2 separate regions of the Zea mays genome follow, and region 2 is linked to region 1. Evidence: chromatin contacts called from public Hi-C data. All regions are on one chromosome and are shown on one strand. Each heading gives the region's core, a stretch centred on a gene start, on an enhancer-like site or on the middle of the called end of the contact. The rest is flanking DNA. Distances are from core to core; before and after follow the strand shown.

The links. A called contact is a pair of places that touch in the nucleus more often than the background predicts.
Region 2: a contact with region 1 is called in a Hi-C map of leaf, with 4 times the contacts expected there. The contact joins the promoter of LOC100279125 here to the promoter of LOC100281179 in region 1. A contact is called at or near these places in 6 of 25 Hi-C or Micro-C datasets (bundle sheath, leaf, leaf mesophyll and 1 more).

The regions. Positions count from the first base shown.
Region 1 is chr4:175,956,158-175,961,328 of Zm-B73-REFERENCE-NAM-5.0, forward strand. It overlaps LOC100281179 (anthocyanin 5-aromatic acyltransferase), which reads left to right and starts at 2,039. Exons shown (of 1, transcript NM_001154098.2): 1 at 2,039-3,901. The coding sequence starts at 2,197. The coding sequence ends at 3,576.
Region 2 is chr4:176,115,169-176,120,339 of Zm-B73-REFERENCE-NAM-5.0, forward strand. LOC100279125 (P-loop NTPase domain-containing protein LPA1 homolog 1) reads left to right here and starts at 2,478. Exons shown (of 7, transcript NM_001152166.1): 1 at 2,478-2,990; 2 at 3,901-4,184; 3 at 4,438-4,519; 4 at 4,749-5,162. The coding sequence starts at 2,838. LOC100279292 reads left to right here. Exons shown (of 4, transcript NM_001152313.2): 4 at 1-829.

The DNA of each region.
Region 1 (5,171 bases), core at 789-3,288:
GGTCTTTGGCTCTTTGCAGCATGCATTATTTAATTAGCTAGAGCTCGAGCTCGAGCTGGAGCTCGTTAATGGAGGAGTCAAACTATGCACGAACTGCTGGAGCCCCCAAAAGACCAAAACCAAGTGCGGGTGGTGATCACCATAGTAGGCGCCTCCAACAAGATAAAGCTTGGAAAGCAGAGAGAGAAAGAGAGAGCAGAAGCTACAGGCCGCGCAAGGGAAGGGATGCAGTGCACTAATCGGTGTACTAGCAGTAGGCTAGTATTATCCGGTGATGAATATAGATGTTCAATAAGCACGAGGCCCGCGAGCCCGGCACGAAGCCCGTTTTTTTGGCCCGGTCCGAGCCCGGCACGGCCCGGTTATATGCGGGCCCGGGCCGGCCCGGCACGAATAAGCGGGCTGGGCTCGGACAAGATATTAGGCACGATGGGCTAGCCCGGCACGGCCCGTTTAGCTCTAAGCCCGCTTTTTTTACACTAAAACGTGCTTTTCGGCCCGCAAAGCCCGCTTTTCGGCCCGCTTTTTTCGTGCTAAACGGGCCGACCCGGCCCGTTTAGCCCCGTTGCGGGCCGGGATCGGACAAGAAATTGAGCCCGCGTGCTTAGCCGGCCCGGCCCGGTTTTTTAATCGTGCTTGACGGGCCGGGCCCAACACGGGCCGGGCTTCACCGGGCCCGGGCCGGACCGGGCCGGGCGGCCCGTTTGGACATCTCTAGTGATGAACAGGCGCCTCGAGAGTTGTGCATGTGGCGCCTCCCCCATCATTTCAGTTGAAGAGCTTTTTTTAAAATAATAATAATAATAAATGTTCCTCTCTAGTAGTATTATCTTCCAATAATTTAAAAAATATATACATGAAAAGGTAAGTCAGAGCTGCTGATAGTTTTGTGCCTTTTGCTATTCTGTTGATTGGTATCTTTATTAAAAAGAAATAGTGGAACTGTAGTTTCCTTTGAGGACGAGATGCTTACTTGATTGATGGTGATGAACGCGTGTGGTGGTTTGCATATGTAGGAGGCCCAACAGTATGGGCCTGGGCCTCGATCAGTTCGAGGACCAGCGGTTTTGTGCCCTAGCCCCTAACACCTGCCAGCCACATCCACATAGATGGACCAAACCAAATTAGAGACGAAGTTGTTCACTGCTCAGTAGCAATTCCAAGTGTTTATTCCCAATCAACTAGGTGCCTTTGCTTGCGACCAGTGAGTCCTTGGCTGTCTATGAAATTGAAAGCTCACAGTTTCCTGGCAGACTTTGGATGCCTTTCCATTCAGAGTTGGGGTTGGTGGGCGCCTGTCGATCTGGTTGTTCATGCTGCCTTCTCATCACAGCAACTTCCTTCCATGCTGTCTACCAACACATTCTGGCGGGATCTAAATGCTGGTGATGTATTCCCAAGGTCTAAGCTTCAGTTAAACTGCGTGATTAGCTCTGCATCCCTCTCTTCTGTATAAAGCCATCTTCTGTGATGCTAAGCACATGGCGCCGACACATATTGACAAACCTTTTCTTTTTTTCTTTTCTTTCAATCAGAGAGCTGACACTTGCCAGTTCCCACAGCATCCCTGCTCTTCTCTTCTGTTTGGAGCATGGACGCGCACTAGACGCACATACCTGCGGTCAAGTGGGTGGCTGAAAGGACATGCAGCTTCAAAATCAAGTGGGTGCCATCTGTTCAGATCAACGCTGCCTGCCTCGATCGGTAGTACCTGAGTGCGCAAATACCGGATTTATTTGGTAATACATCTCTAAGGACTGATGTTGTTGTAGTGTGGCTGCATTAGATATTCATTTTCATTCACTCGGCAGGTTTCCCTCATCAGCTTGCTCTCTGCTTTTTCACTGCTGTAAATCAAGCACTGAAGCTTTTTCCCCGTGCCTGTCAGTTTATTCTCTGTGAGCAGGAGTTTGCCTACGGCCTACCTGAATTGTCAGTCTGTCACTGACAACGTCGTTCTCCCTGTACCTAAGAGAAACAGTGGTAGACGAGACGAGGGACACGTTTTGTTTGGTGACATTTCCATCCCACCACCACCACTCCACCAGCAGGTCTGCTTGCTTGTGTTTGGTGGATCTGAATCACCACTCACTCCCACCTGCTCGCCATCTCCCCTTCTCTCTCTCCCTGCTGCCGTGCGGCTCCAGCTCCAGCTGCAGGCGCGGGAGAGGGGCCGCATCGACCTCCCCAATCCCCATGGCCGCTACCAAGATCCTTGACAGGCTCAAGGTGGGGGCTTCACCTCCAGCGCCCGGCGGCGCGCTCCCGCTCACCTTCTTCGACGTGCCGTGGCTCTTCACGGGCCCCGTGGAGCGCGTCTTCTTCTACCCCTACGCGCACACGGCGGACCACTTCGCCGCCCACCTCCTGCCGTCCCTCGTCTCCTCCCTCTCCGCCACGCTGCGCGCGTTCTACCCGCTGCTCGGCCGCGTCCGCCCGTGCCCGGACGGCGGCGGCGGGTACGAATTCTTCTGCTCCGACGGCGGCGAGGCCGTCGAGCTCATCGTCGCCGAGAGCTCCGACGACTTCGACGAGCTCTCCGCCGGCGGGCCGAGGGACGTCGCCCGGCTCTACGCGCTGGTGCCGCGGCTCCCGTCGCCCGGGGCCGACGGCTCCTTCGCCCTCGCGGCGGCGCAGGTCACCGTGTTCCCCGCCCGCGGGGTCGCCGTCGGCGTGTCCATCCACCACGTGGCCTGCGACGACTCCAGCTACACGCACTTCATCAGGACCTGGGCCGCCCAGTGCCGCGTGGCTAGCGGCGGCGCGGACGCGGTGCCGCCGCCGCCTTTCCTGGACCGTGGCGTGGTCGCCGACCCCGAGGGCCTCGCCGGCAGGACGCTCGACGAAATGCGCCAGCTGGCAGGCAACGGCCCGCCTCCGCCTCCGCCGCCGGCGGCAGGCCCACAGCCGAAGCTTGTCATCGCGTCGTTCGCGCTCACCCGCGACCGCATCGACGCGCTGAAGCGGCGCGTGGCCGCCAAGGTCGCGGCGGACGGCGGCGGCACGGGCCGCGTCCACTGCTCGGCGTTCACGGTGGCGTGCGCGCTGGCGTGGGCCTGCCTGGCACGCGTGGGCGGCGGGGAGCGGCCCCGCGCGCACCTGCTGTTCTCGGTGGAGTGCCGGCGCCGCCTGGCGCCGCCGATCCCGCAGGAGTACCTGGGCAACTGCCTCCGGCCGTGCTTCGTGGAGGTGGGCACGGGCGAGCTGCTGGGCGGCGACGGCGTGGCGGCTGCGGCCGCGGCGATCGGCGCGGCCGTCGCGGCGCTCGACGGCGGCGTGCTGGATGGGGCAGGCGGGTGGTTCCACAAGATCCTGTCGCTGGTCCCGGAGCGCCCGATGTCGGTGGGCGGGTCCCCGCGGTACGGTGTGTACGAGACTGACTTCGGGTTGGGCCGGCCGGCCAAGGTGGAGCTGGTGTCCATCGACAAGACGCCCGGCACGGTGTCCCTGGCGGAGGCCCGCGACGCCGGGGTGGAGGTCGGCGTCGTGCTGCAGGAGGCCGAGATGGCGCGCTTCGGCTCCTGCTTCGCCGATGCACTGGAGGTGCTCTGTGACAGTGTGACTGAACTGAACTGAGCGGCATCGACGATGGCACCTCCATTTTCGAGAAGCTGGTCATCAGCTCGCGATTACATGTAATGGAGCTCGCGAAATTACACTACATGAAGTGGTGTTTAAGGAGTAGTATAATAAGAAAATATAGGGATAAGAGAGATGATCCGAAGTGTATATTTGAGGGAGGGATGGGTATATTTTCATATTTGCGTGGAGTAATCTCGTATGCGAGAATATCAATTGTGTGATTGATAAAAAAGAAGGGTTCATTGATTCGTGCTATTATAGTTTTTGAAGTTATGAGATTTGTTATTATAATTATCTATTTTGAAATTTGGCATTACAATTCTTCGCGATCTTTGCTATTTCTACGTCTTCAGATTGTTTAGACCCACTATCAGATATTTCAGATGATGTACGCCACAAAGTATTTTCATATGAACGAATTTTTTACGCACCTCTAGGTGTTTGAAACTACTCCACTCTAAGAAATCTAGCTCCACCGCACCAAATCCACCTTTTAGTAGCTGAACCCTAGAGTTAGCATATACTAGCTGTTTGGTTTAGTGCCATGAATCGTTTGAAGCCGTTGTCAGGGGCGGACCTGGCCCGAAATCCGAATGTGGACCTAAATAGAGACCTACTAATTAACGACTTTTTATAGCTACAATAAATAAGATGGAAAGTCCACTAAAACCATAAATTTGAGTGGAGGTGTTTATAAGTAGGTCCGCCTCTAGCCGTTGTTCTATATAAATCTGCATAGATCTTCCATCCGAAATTCGATAGTAACAAGCCCAGAGGCCATTTCAAATTTACACTAAAAAGATGAGTTTTAGAAGAAAAAACTGTTGACTGTGAAAGGATCATGATGCCCAAGAGGGGAGTGAATTGGACTTTTCTAAAAATCAATACTAATTGAAACCTAAGCAAGAGCTAAGCAAGAGCCCAACTTCACCCCAACAACTAGCACTAAGAATATAATACTAGAAATTCAACAATGCTAAGACAATACTTCAAATACTTGCTAAACAAATACACAATGTAAAGTGCTTGAATTATGTGCGGAATGTAAAGCAAGGTTTAGAAGACTCCTCCAATTTTTCCCGAGGTATCGAAGAGTCGGCACTCTCCACTAGTCCTCGTTGGAGCACCCGCGCAAGGGTATCGCTCCCCCTTGGTCCTCGCAAGAACCAAGTGCTCACTACGAGATGATCCTTTGCCACTCCGGCGCGGTGGATCCCTCGAGACCGCTTACAAACTTGAGTCGGGTCACCAACAAGATCTTCACGGTGATCACCGAGCTCCCAACGCCACCAAGCCGTCTAGGTGATGCCGATCACCAAGAGTAACAAGCCGTAGACTTTCGCTTAACCAAGAGAAGCCTAATGCAAGTGGTGTGTGCTCTAGGTGGCTCTTGCTAGCGCTAATGAGGAACAACCGCGGATTAAGATTCTCTAATCTCCTCACTAGGGTTTTGGTGCTTGCAATGCTCTAGCAATGTGCTGGAATAAATGTGGAGTGCAAGACATTGAATATGGTGGGTGGAAGGGGTATAAATAGCCCTCACCCACCAACTAGCCGTTACAGGCATCTCACTGCGCAATGGCGCACCG
Region 2 (5,171 bases), core at 1,228-3,727, 160 kb after region 1:
CTGTACGAGCTCATCACAGGCCGCCGCCCCATCGACCAGAACCGTCCAAAGAGCGAGCAGAAGCTTCTGGACTGGGTGAAGCCATACATCTCGGACGTGAAGCGGTTCCCCGTGATCATCGACCCGCGGCTGGAGGGGCACTACAACCTCAAGTCCGCGACGAAGCTGGCGAGCGTCGCGAACCGGTGCATGGTCCGGCTGCCCAAGTCCCGCCCCAAGATGAGCGAGGTGTACGGCATGGTCCAGAGGATCGTGGACGGCGTCGGGACCGGCCCGCCGCAGCCCCCGCTGCTGCACTACCACCATGGCTCGGCCTCCGAGCCGGGTGCCAAGCGCGCCGAGAAAGGGTCGCTGAGGAGGAGGTTCCGGGAATTCAGGTCCGGCTGCCGGCACGTTGTCCTGCGGCGGGGCAGGAAGCCTGAGGTCGTGAAGGACCTCTGAGGGAGGGAGGCGGTGGTGGATCCGGTGCTGCAAGTATATGGTAGTAGTAGGTGTTCATAGAGACGGTGGTATCAGTTCCACCGTGTAGTGCTTGGGTTGGTATAGGGTGAGTTCATGCATGCATACCAGTCTTGAAGAAGAAAGAAAGAAAGAAAAAAAGAAAGAAAGACAAGGTGCACCGTTGAGCGGTGGCGTTCGTGTAGAGTAGTGCTAGCTGTGGTTTTGACCTCCTGTGTGGTTTACACAATGTGTGAGCTGCGATAAGGTGATCTACAGCATAGGGACCCCTTTGTGTTTACAGTGCAACTTCTGCTGGCTCTTTCGTCTTGTTGAGAATCCTTTCAGTAGAGTTAGAAATTATAGGAGTGGTCTTCGGGAAAGCCTGCTTCCGTTCTGTTCCATTGATTCAGATTCTCACTCCCTTCTTCGAGTGTTTATTTGATTTTTTATATTAAAGTTGAGATTCTTCGAAAAGTAAGAATGAACAAAAGGGTGAAAATATGTGCTGTCCTCTCAATATAATGCAAGGAACCGGTGCCGGGGCGGCGACCGTTGTGTTTTGGCGCGCCACTGACGCCGTCGGTTACTGCCGGCGCCGGGTGGGCTGGGCTGGGCAGGACGGGAGGGGTGGGGTGGGGACTGGGGACCCCGCCAAGCATCCACCACTTGTAGCCGCCCGGCTCCACCTCCATCGTCCATTACTCGATGCCACGCACCGCAGAAAGCAAATGGAAACAGTTACAACCATGATGAAACAAAACATTCATGAATCATCTGTCCCTATTGTTGTATTAAACTAGGCTGGGAAACAAACAAGGGTGATCGCCACGTTGTGCTGCCGCCTCCTAAGCCTCCATCTGTACCACTAAGCCTCACATGACAGTTGATTGCCAACATAAAATTCTATGCAGTGCCTTGGGAGTTTAGCCAAAGCAAACAAAAAAAAACCTTGTTATATTTACTTAAAGTAGAAATGAGACAGCCGCGAAACTAGCTATGCCTTCCTTGTATGTATGCATAAGGTTAAACATCTACTTTTCCTAAACTATGCACCATATGGATAACCGTACGGGTATGGAGGAGAATACGAATGATCAGCCCAACGTTGAAGAGAAGGAGCATCGGTGGCAGGAGATTCAATGAAAATAGAGAGAAGCGTCAATAGTACAAGGTTTAGTGGTACAATAAGGATATGATCGAATATGGATACGAAGCTGGAGTATATGAATATGAAAACAGAGGTCTTGTCTCTTGAACCTTTGAAACTTGTCAGCAAGACTAATACTATTCTCTAAAAAAAGCTTCAAGCCGTGTCGATTATCTCTCTCTTTTACTTAGCCGTGTTGGTTAGTATTATTTAAAGAGGCCTTGTCTCTTGTCCCTATCGTTGTATTAAACTAGGGTGGTGGTCAGCTGCACTGCAGTCGCCACGTCCTAAGCCTATGCTCCATCTGTCCACGCGTGTTGACCTCAGATTGCCAACATACAATTCTATGCAGTGTTCCTTGGGAGTTTAGCCAAACCAAAACCTGCGAAACTATCTAACCTTGTCTCTTTGCCTGTTTGTACGTATGCATAAGGTTAAACATCTACTTTGCAGAGTAGTTCCTCTGTTATAATTTTCAAAACTTTGCTTTTAAGAAAAATTAAACCTAACATCTAGTAAAAGTGCTACTAAGATTTTTTTTGTAACCACTAACCTAACTTCTAATAAGAAGATGCTACTAAAGATTTTGTAACCACTGATATTATACTAGCTAATCGAAGAAATTTGTTCTCTTTTCTACGTTCAAACCTTGTACGAATTCCTGAATTCCAAAGGCGAAGTACAAACATATAACAACCGAATACGATTCATCGATTTTATGAGACCAGGTCTCTCATAGTCGTTGCGTTTTTTTCAGCAACGAAAAGACGACGTACCAAAAATCACGTGCCTTGCAAGTACATCCGCCTAACCAGCTGTATATATATAGGTGTGGCAGAAATTCGAAGAACCTGAGAAAAAAGAAAAGCAATTCCCGTTCCCGTCCTTCCTGAGACGAGAAGGCTAGGCTAGCTAGAGAAAGGGGGGGGGGAGGGGGCGACACCGAGGCGGGGGCAACGGGAGCAAGCAAGGCAAGGCAAGGCAGCAGCATGGGGGAGAAGCGAACAAGACCGCGGGGCGCGCGGACGCCCATGTGGACGCCATGCGCGGACGCGGCGCGGACGTCGTGACACCTGCAGCCCCCCGGCACCCGGCCTGCACCGCCATGGCCCTGCCGCCGCCGCCGCATTGCGCCTCAAAACCCCCCTCCGCGCCTCCCGCCCTCTAGGCTCCCCGCTCGCCAAGGCCAAACCCCCCACCGTTCGGTTCCTGATCCGGCCTCTCGGCCTCTCCGCTGGAGGTAGGGGACATGGCGGAAGAGGCATCGCCTCCGCCTCCGCCGCCCAAGCTGCTCTACATTGCCGTCGCCGACGGCGGGGGCCGCCGGGCGTTCCGGTACACGCGCCCCGTGCTGCAGAGCACCCTGCATCTCATGGGATGCAAGCCTCGCCATGCCTTCAAGGTCCCTCTCTTCCTCCCTCTCCCCGCTCGCTCTTGCGTGTCATCCTGCTTTGCTCCTATAGCTTTGTTATAAATAAATAAATAAAAAGAAGCTCGGGTTGCTATATTATGATCGAGGGAGGCGGGCTGTCTGGTCCTCTAGCGCGGTGCGGTAGATCCCTGCATCGAAAGCTTAGCTTTCCGCTCAATTTCTGCGGGGGCTTGGGCGTGAATCACCTCCTCCGGCTGCATGTCTGCTGTGTTGGCTGGCATGTGTGTGGTTTGTGATCGCCGATTTTGACAAGAAAAAGGTGAGCTTCCTGCCGCCGATGCGCAGATTTGTTCCCGGCTCGACCCAAAATCCCCACCTCCAAACGCCCTATCCTTTTCGTCTTTGATGAGGGGCCTCTTTCAGGCTTGAGCTGAACTCCCATCCCAAGGCTTCCGAATTCCGCGTTCTTTGGAAACCCGAAAAAGATTCCACCTTCAGTTCTTGTTCTTGTTTACCACCAAGTAAGTGATACCACTTGCTTGTTTGTGGGGTCGCTATCATCATACCACTGTTGCCTGTTACTTACTTCGGCTGGTGTGAATTACTATTGCTTTCTCGGGATTATTATGTTCGGTTGACAAAGACAACGCCATGTTACGTGATGTAGAGTTGTAGACGCGTTTTTCTTTGATGGGTACACGATTCTAGACAGTATCTGGCAATTGACTTGAACGAGTATCAGGTTCCCACTCGATGGTGCCCCCCCCTATTTTTACTCTGATTTGGTCATGGTTGACATCTTCTGTTCCTGACGGTCCAATTGGGCTGAGTGTGAGACCAATTACAAGACTTGTCATACCTACTGGTCTGCAGAGCATGTTCCTTTCTAGACTTGCGTTGGTAATAATCTTTTTTTTCCCGATCCTTGTTGCCACAACAGATTAGCAAGAGAGTATTCGATGTAATGAAGAGTGAATTCTTGGCTCAATCAAAGTCAGACGGGGCAGGCAAACAAGAAAATTATCCTGCTCTTGGCCTTGGAGATGGAACAGATACTCAAAAAATGCTGGAGAGAAGCGATAGCAGCATACCGTTTGAATTATACAAGAACCAGACTACCGTTGTTATCTCAAGAGAGGAGTTTGTAAGTGTTGTATGCGATGCCCTCTCTTTGTACAAGTATGTTGGACCCAACCAGAAAGCAGACCTGCTCCTCGCTTGCAGGTAAAATAAACTTGCTTATCACTGTATTTCTTAATCCGCACGAATTTAAACGATAACATATATCTGTCCATTTAATGCACATGTCCATCACATCAATTTCCATGCATGTTTGGCATGCCTTATTTAAGTGAAAGTTATCTGTTGTAACAGAATTGATGTATTTAACCATCAACAATTTATCACAGCCACTCCCAAAACAGCTTGAAAGGAATTGATAACATTTCCTTTTTGCCTTCCCATATGTTCCGATCAGAATTAAAGAGAGAAAGGAATCGGTGACAATACTCTTGTGTGGGACAAGCGGATGCGGCAAGTCCACTTTATCATCTTTGCTGGTATGTTTAATATAATCTAGAATAGTTGTCCATTTCTGGATTAGCAGTTTCTGTGCCATATCAGCAATCCAGTAAATCTGCTATGAGTCGCTCGTGTTGGGTTTCAAATCTAGCCTGCCTGTCCCATCTTGCTTGGAACTAAAATGCTTTGTTGTTGTATTTTTCATCAAATAAATGGGCGAAGTGAACAATTGCTGAATCCTTGGTTTATTATTTTTTTGTTCACCAGGGTAGTAGGCTGGGTATCACGACAGTGGTTTCTACTGATTCCATACGCCATATGATGAGAGGCTTCGCAGATCAAAAACAGAATCCTCTTCTCTATGCCTCGACCTACCATGCAGGCGAATATCTAGATCCTATTGCAGTTGCTCAGGCGAAGGCAAAGCACAAGGCGAATAAACCCACGGTTGTTTCTCATCCAAATACCTGTGGAGGCACTTCTTCAGACGACAAATCACAGCAAGGGTCCTCGGAACTACCTCCTAGAGCCGAACTGATTGGCAGCAAGCAGATGGCGGTAGAAGGCTACAAGGCGCAGAGCGAGATGGTGATCGACAGCCTGGACAGATTAATTACCTCCTGGGAAGAGCAGAAAGAATCCGTGATCGTCGAAGGAGTGCATCTAAGCCTTAACTTCGTGGTACGTATC